2 separate regions of the Pan troglodytes genome follow, and region 1 is linked to region 2. The links are chromatin contacts, called in public HiChIP or PLAC-seq maps. All regions are on one chromosome and are shown on one strand. The core of a region is the stretch at or near the end of the contact, and the rest is flanking DNA. Distances in the headings are between cores, read along the strand shown.

Evidence for each region. HiChIP or PLAC-seq counts read pairs in DNA pulled down with a chosen protein or histone mark.
Region 1: a contact with region 2 is called in an H3K4me3 HiChIP or PLAC-seq map of stem cell-derived excitatory neurons, with 6 times the contacts expected there. The contact joins the promoter of DPH5 here to the promoter of S1PR1 in region 2. A contact is called at or near these places in 2 of 7 Hi-C or Micro-C datasets (blood and stem cell-derived neural progenitor cells) and 1 of 1 datasets of contacts at active chromatin or transcription factors (stem cell-derived excitatory neurons).

What each region holds. Positions count from the first base shown.
Region 1 is chr1:130,151,504-130,155,504 of NHGRI_mPanTro3-v2.0_pri, reverse strand. It overlaps DPH5 (diphthamide biosynthesis 5), which reads right to left and starts at 1,848. Exons shown (of 8, transcript XM_009426433.5): 1 at 1,753-1,848; 2 at 1,325-1,482. The coding sequence starts at 1,459. It overlaps LOC736093 (a long non-coding RNA gene), which reads left to right and starts at 1,866. Exons shown (of 6, transcript XR_010153056.1): 1 at 1,866-2,078.
Region 2 is chr1:129,939,377-129,943,403 of NHGRI_mPanTro3-v2.0_pri, reverse strand. It overlaps S1PR1 (sphingosine-1-phosphate receptor 1), which reads left to right and starts at 2,145. Exons shown (of 3, transcript XR_010153002.1): 1 at 2,145-3,356.

The DNA of each region.
Region 1 (4,001 bases), core at 599-3,098, 210 kb before region 2:
TAAGTTCCTTTTACTTTTCCTTAATCACTGATTAGAGATGCACATTTCCATCATTTCGAGCTTAGATATTTTGGTTCTATCCTAAGAGTGAAAAAATGAGAAAAAAAAATGTTTTTTAAATCAAAGCTGGCCTTAGGCTGGGTGTGGTTGCTCGTGCCTATACAATCCCAGCACTTTAGGAGGCTGAGGCGGGCAGATCGCTAGAGTCCAGGAACCTGTGATCAGCCTGGGCAATGTGGCAAAACCCTCTCTCTACAAAAAATACAAAAAATTAGCTGGGCATGATGGCACCCACCTGTAGTCTCAGCTACTCGAGAGGTTGAGGTGGGAGGATACTTGAGCCCAGGAGGTTGAGGCTGCAGTGAGCCATGATCATACCATTGCACCCCAGCCTGGGCAACAGAGCAAGACTTATTTTCTCTCTCTCTCCACATATATGTATATATCAAAGTTGGTCTTTGCACACAACTTTTATTTAAATGCATGGCCAATTCAAGTAGCAGTTCTTCATTCCTTCTATAAGATTTTAAAGTAATCTGAGGCCTAAAAATTTTAAGTCTATTTTTTGTTTGGAAGACATGACAATAAATCTGCTCCTTCCTCCCGTAACATATGTATTAATCTTTTGATTTACATTCTACTTAGAGTTTGACAATGAACCTGAAGTTGACCCTTCCCCCAAATTTACTGGGCCCTTATGAGGGCCAACTAAATGTATAATATACTAACAAATACTTTGGTTACTTAGTGTATACTCATATAAGTGTATACTCATACATTTGTATATATTAAGTCCAAGCTCACTCAATATATACAAGTGTATCAGTATAAGCCTTATTGGGAGATAGTCTATTTAAGATAAGATCTCTCTGGACAGGATACAAAAAGGCAATCGCCATTCCCTATGGACATACTTCAAAGGGGGAAGCTTTCAGCTTGGTTTTTGAATATATATAACCAACTCATTAAGGCTGTGTCAGCACCTCATTAGCACTCAACTCAGAAAGGATTTCTTGACTACCTCATGAAATAAGGGGTTTTGATAACTATCCCCCAAGAGTATAAAATAGCTTTCCTATTTACTGGAGAAAGCCACAAAATTAGACTTGTAAAATAGGACAAAGCACCCTTTCATTTTCCAAGTCACTTGGTTGGTGTATAATTTCCATTCTTCTGCTCCTCAGATCATTAATGAACAAGGGTTCATTAATGCGTTTCAAAGGGTTTAAACAAGCAGACCTGAAAATTCTGTTCAGCTTAGTGTATGAAAATTAGATGTTAGATAGCTTTCTTCCCAGGAGGCTGGGGAACGCTCAGCACCTACCAAGGCTTCCTTCCCTACAGTCAGGACTGAGGTGTAGGCTTCCAGATACACTCGACTGCAGCGTCTAACAACTTCCAGGCCCTTGACTGTGATGTCCTTGGCATCTCCCAGGCCCAAGCCGATGAGATAAAGCATTTCAAACTTCAGGAGAAGAGAGACTGCAAGACGAAGTGGACAGAAAAACCGTCAGTTACACCGAGGACATCTAAAATCTAGTGATGAACACGATGACAACCAAAGTAGCACAAGAGAAGAGGCAACTCACAAGGAGGCGTTTGGGAACCTTATGTCACGCTTAAGGACTGGGATAAGAGGTTTTAAACAACCCTACCAGTTTTGCCGCTTGTTACACAAACCTAGGAGCAGCCAATTACCCGCTGAGAGAATCGTAGCTAGTTCCCTGGCCTTTACAAATTCTTAACTACCACCTTTCCGCAGAAGCAACTGCAAAACCGCCGGCTCCGTGCAGAGAAAAGGCCCACGCCGCCGGCCTCACCTACGGTGCCGCAAAATGCTGGTGCCTTTACTGCACTTTACGACTAGCGGGAGGGGGCCGGGCTAGCGGGCTACTGGGCTGCGGAGACCAGACCCCGGCTCCACTGGTGGAAACCCGCCGGCTGCTGGGGCAGGGCGGCGAAAGGTCAGTCGGCCGAGAGGAGTCCGTGGAGCCACCGTTTCATAGCCTCAGGGAAAGGATCGGGCGTGCTCACGAGCCCTCTAACCCATGGCTTAAACACCCGCTTCCTAAGCCTGGGTAAGTGCAGTAGCTCTTCGCTCGAGAGGAGCCATGTGGAAGAGAGTCGTCGGGAGGGGCCCTGCGCCCTACTCCTCCTCTCCAGAAACAGGGAGGGCTGGGAAGGATTTTCCTGATTTGTCCCCGGATTTGGCCGAGTGCACAGATTTTAATTCCAGTCTTCTCATCCTCCTGTAGTTCAACTAGGTGTCTTCTTGGTGAAGCGTGAGATTGGCAAACCCAGCAGTGAGTGTGCTTCTGATTTCCCAACAAGGCAATGACTCCTTGGGTTTGTCCCCAAGACCTTATGCCTGGAGTGCCCCAAGGATGCTTCAGTCACCCTCAGTGTCAGGAATCCCAGACCTTCCTGTATCTAAAGAAGTGACCTTTAATAGTGCTCAGGGATTTCAGACCTCTCAAGTGTTTCTGCCGGGGGAATTCTTATAAAGCTGTTGGTTACATGTAATTAGGAATAGGGAAGATTTGTTTTGACTGAAAATGCTCTTCCCAAGGTGACCTCATCCAGGTTAAAAAAGACAGCTGTCATTGCTTTTCTTAGCAGGCAGTGTTGGTTACTCAGAATTTTCCTGTTGCCTCCCCGACAATGCCCAACTCCGCTTCCTTGAACCTTAGCTTTTTTTCATTCCCAGGTTCCATCCACCTTTTTGCACTTCCTATCTATAAACTCTTCGTGGCTGGTTTTATCCCCTCTCATTACGTTGATCTATTCCTCACACCACATACACACCCCAAAAAACTCAAAATGGATCGTAGATGTAAATGGAAAACCTAAACCTATACCAGAAGAAAACATAGGAGGAAATATTTGTGACCTTATTTAGGCAAATATTTCTTAAACCAAAAGCGTGATGAAAAAAATTGATAAATTGGACTTCAACAAAGTAAAAATTTATGCTCTTCAAAAGACTTGAAGCCACATACTGAAAATATTTACAAAGCATGTATCTGATGAAGGACTTGTATGGAGAATATATAAGGAGCACTCAAAAGCAATAATAAAACAGCTCGTTGTTTAAAAATGGGCAAAAGATTTGAATAGACACCAAAGAAGATACACAAATAACAAATAATTATTTTAAAAGATCTTAAACAAACAAAAAAAATCCTAAACATCATTAGACATTAGGAAAATAAACATTTAAATCACAATGAGCTACCACAACCCACCTATTAGAATGGCTTAAGTAAAACAAACAAAACCTCACAAAAACTGGCTGTTCACTCAGAATTCCTAGTATCGCTAATATTTTGTAGATTCAAATTTCAGCCTCCTATCCAGACTTCCTCCCTCTTGGCTTCATGTTAACGTTCTGCTGGAAATCTTCACCTAGATAACCTGGAAGCATATTCAACACATCCAAGGTTGAATCCATCACCTTCCCTTTCAATTTTGCTTTTCTTTCCATATTATCTACTTGGATGGGTGGGGGCGGGGGGTGGGTGAGGAGAGTATTGTCATCAACAGATTAACCCCAGCCAGACACTTGGGAGTCACCCCCACATCGTCTGTCATGTCTGCCTGTGTATCTCAATAGAAACCATACCGTCTGTCACCATCTTGATTCTCAGGTCCTCATTTTGTCACTCTTGTAGCTGATAATCATGTCTCCTTCACTCAAGGGGGTCAGAGAGTTATAGTTAACAATCTGAAAATATTACACCCCTTCTAGATCCTTCTGAGGCCAAGAGAAAGTCCAGGTTTGTTAACATACCCCACAAGATCATTCGTGCTGTGGCCACTGCCTACCTTTTTAGCATCATCTCTCTCCACTCCATACCATGAGCTTTCTCTCCAGCAATACTGAATTGCTTGTAGTTCTCTGCCCACAACATGCTGCTTTGTTCCTCTACGCTGCTGCCTCATCATAGAATATTGTCTCCCATTCTGTCCTGCCTAGATCACTAATACCCATTCTTTAAGAC
Region 2 (4,027 bases), core at 896-3,395:
AGAGCCTGTCTCAGTTGAAAAAAAAAAAAAAAGAGGAAAAGGAAAAGAGTAGAGTTGCAATATTTAGCAGATAAAAAATATAGCTCATGGCTGGGCACGGTGGCTCATGCTTGTAATCCCAGCACCTTGGGAGGCCAAGGCAGGTGGAACGCCTGAAGTCAGGAGTTCGAGACCAGCTTGGACAACATGGTGAAACCCCATCTCTACTAAAAATACAAAACTAGCTGGGTGTGGTGGTGCATGCCTGTAATCCCAGCTTTTCAGGAGGCTGAGGTAGGAGAATTGCTTGAACCTGGGAGGCGGAGGTTGCAGTGAGCTGAGATCACGCCACTGGACTCCAGCCTGGGCAATAGAGTGAGATTCTGTCTCAAAAAAAAAAAAAAAAAAAAAAAAAAAAGATAGCTCACACAGTTACATTTGAATGGCACATTTATGACAAATTTTTGTTTAGTGTATGCTCCAAAGATTGTGTGGTATTTTATCTGGAAACTCTTAAAGAGAAACACTAAAGCATGTGTAAAGAACAACAAAGCCACTTTGAAATCAAAAATTGGAAATGGAGCAAACTTAAGGTAGGAATATTGGGCTTGACTTCTAGGCAGCAGCAGACAGGGAGTTGTACTGGCATTCAGGAGATAGCTTGAGAATGCAATTTTTAGGGCCTCCTTGGAGAGCAATGGGAAGAGACTTATAAGGGAACTAGAGACTTGGAATTGGCCAGGACGCCATTGCTGGAAACATTTGCCTACTATCTAATTTTACCTAAGTTGATCATCTACAGTTATATCTCATAGGTGTGTACTAAAGATGAATATTATTAAATAACAATCTGAAAGATTTTTGGACTCTGTAAAACACTTTATCAATATTGAATGTTAAAAACCAGTGGTATTCACAAGAAAACAACTGATATCCCCAAGGAAATTCTTGAACCTGTTTGAGGTTTATCATGGTGGTCTGGAGTAGTGGTTAAGAGTCTGCAGCCTGTCCCACATTAATCAAGCTGCTTAATATGTCTGGGAGTCAATTTCCTTGTTTGTAAAATTAGAATAATTATAGTGCCTAACTTGTCAGATTAAATGGATTAATATGTGTAACACTATGTGCAAATACTAAAAGTACAATGTTACATGAGATATCATAGGCAGACAATGAGAAGTTTTAGAAAACATTCATTAATATGCATATGTATACACTTTGTATGCTTACGTAGAAAATGAGTGGTTTTAAAAGGACATTCATTAGCATACTTTTACATGCATTTTGTAGACTTGTACAGCCAGAAATGCAGCAAATGTAAAACTTTAAATCTAGAAGTCTGTTTCCCTCTAGGAACATATATTTCAATTCCTTAACTGTTTATTGACTGATAGCGTTTGAGCCACAAGGCAAGGCATTTGCAATATTTAGGTTTTGGAACCCAGCTCTGCCACTCACTAGCTGGGAAATCTACAAGTCACCTTAGTTGTCTGAATGACTCTCAACAATAAAATGGCCAGCAATGCTTACTTACTTCACAGAGCAGTAAGGTTAAATTAACCTAGCACATGCTTGATACAGACTAGGTGTGAAATTTCACTTTGATTCCTTTGGCTTTAAAGAATGCATAAATTAGTGTGGGTGGAGGCGGGAGAAGGGGGGGAATGCCAAGTCCCCCGTTTTGTTGTGCTGGGTAGACACAATATACCTCTTCCCCTTTAAGTGAAATAAGTCTTCAAATCCAATTAGGATCTACTCTGGAGTCTTAGAGGACCGTTATCTTGGTTTCCACATTATATGCACTGTACTGTTGTTGAAGCTGTGGGTATGTATTGGGTGCGTCGCTGTCGATGAATGCTTTAAAACAGCTGTGAATTAACTGTCACTTCTTTTTTTTTTGGCAAACTCACAAAATCCCAGAAGTCAGGGGTCTGTTGTTTGTTCATTCTGCCTCCTTCTGAGTCATTCAGGTACAGGGTGTGTCTGCCAATTGAAACTGCACAGCGGAGGAAGTTTTTGAGTTCACATCTGCCGGGATGGGAACGCAGTGCGACCAGGGACTGGGTGGAAACTTTTACAACAGTAATGCAAGGGCAGAAGCGTCCTGTCCTGAGCTTGTCACGCAGGCAGATCTGACCAAGGCCGCCTCTCAGCCTCACGTTCTTAAGTAGCATCTAAGCAAAAGAAAAGGGTGGGCAAAGTGCTAGTAATGAGAATTTGAGGCCTCTGAGTCGACTCCCAAGCAGAATGTGAGAGAAGGGTGCCGGCTCCTGTTGGGCAGCTGCAGTTGCTCCGCAGCTCCTGGCCGAGAATCTTCCCCTTTGGAAATTCCTGAGCTGCCCAGGCGTTTTGAATCTCTCAGGACTCAGCAGCAGCCCACCCCCTCAACGACATCTCCATTGGCCAGAATCTGGGACACACAGCCTGACTTTGTGCTCAGCTGAGGGAAACCCCTCGCCCAACACCAAAACCGGCGCCGGTTCATTTCTCTGTGCACTCTGGGAAAGCCACTGCCCCTCAGACCGCAGTTTCGAGTAGCACGAGGATCTGGGGTGGCGGGGGGAGTACAGGAACCTCCCGGTTCATTCTCCCTCCCGGGCTGCTTGTCTCCTCCGTACCTCTCGCAGCCCCTTCCCAGCCTCTCCTCCCCAGAGCGCCGCCGACACTCGCCGGGCCGCGGCTCAGGTTTTCTGCTGCTCGCGCGAAAGTGGCTCGGGGAGCTCCTGGCCACAAGCTCAGCACACCGATCCTCCTAGGGCTGCGGGGGGTGTGGGACCAGGGCGGTGCGCTACGAGACTCCGGGCCGTCCTCTGCCTCCTCAGACTTTTCGAGAGAAAAGTTTTCAAAGTCTCTCCACCTTTTTTTTTTTTTTTTTCAGGGGCTCGGGAGAATCCTCTCCACAGCCAGGGATCAGCATCTATCTGGGCGAGGGCAGTGATTTATACAGTAGAATCCAGGGGTTACCGGGCTCCGCCCCTTCTCTCTCTTTTTTTCTTTCATTTGTTGTTTGGGGAGGAGGGGTTCTTTTTTTGCTTCTGCCCCAGATCTTTCCTGGACAGTGCGTCTCAGCAGTTCAGATCCGGGGGCCCCCAGCTGGCAGAGGGCGTGGGGGGGGTTAAGGCATTAACCCCTCCCAGCCTCTTCCTGAAGAAACCACCTAGCCTTGGCGCGGCGCTGGGTGACTTCGCGTAGCAGGCAGGGAACTGGCCGCGGCGAGCCGGACTGGCCATTGGAGTGCTCCGCTGCGGAGGGAGGGGACCCCGACTCGAGTAAGTTTGCGAGAGCACTACGCAGTCAGTCGGGGGCAGCAGCAAGATGCGAAGCGAGCCGTACAGATCCCGGGCTCTCCGAACGCAACTTCGCCCTGCTTGAGCGAGGTAGGGGGCGGCGAATGGCGGGGGACGCGGGCGCGGGGAGCCCGGTTGTGGTAGGGCTTAGGTGTCAGAAACGAATTTTTAAGTCGAACGAGGCAAACAAAAACTTTGAAAACATGCATCTCCGGGCGCTGAAAACTTGCATCTCTAGGCTACTAAGGAGCCCATCTCGATCAGATTGTTCTTGGGCACTTGTGATTTATGGAGTTCAGAAAAAAGGTTAATTCCCAACTGTGGAACCTACGGGTGTAGGGGCAGTGAAAATTGCAGTTGGTCGGAGGAATAGGAGGGAAGGCGTTAAATTTTGGAAATCCTATAGACAAAGAATATGGTGGGTGGTGTGGAGCGTGGGTAATGGCTTAAATTAGTACTGCCCAGGAGCAGGGTATAACATTAGTTGGGGGAAAATGCGGAGCTTCTTGGCTTGAGCAGCCTCTGCTGTTCGCGGAGTTGCTGGGATTGTTCTCATCTCTATTACCTCATTTTATTGCATTGCTGCATTACCTTGAAATATTTAAGCAACTTAGAAGTAGACTTCTGCTGACCAGTGCCGTCTTAGAAAGTTTCTTTGTAACTTTCTAGTCCTAGGAGAGGAGTCAACGTGTTGGGGGACTGCAGTAAATAAAACTGCCCACGCAAATTTAGCAATGCACCAGGGAGCAGTTTAATGTGAG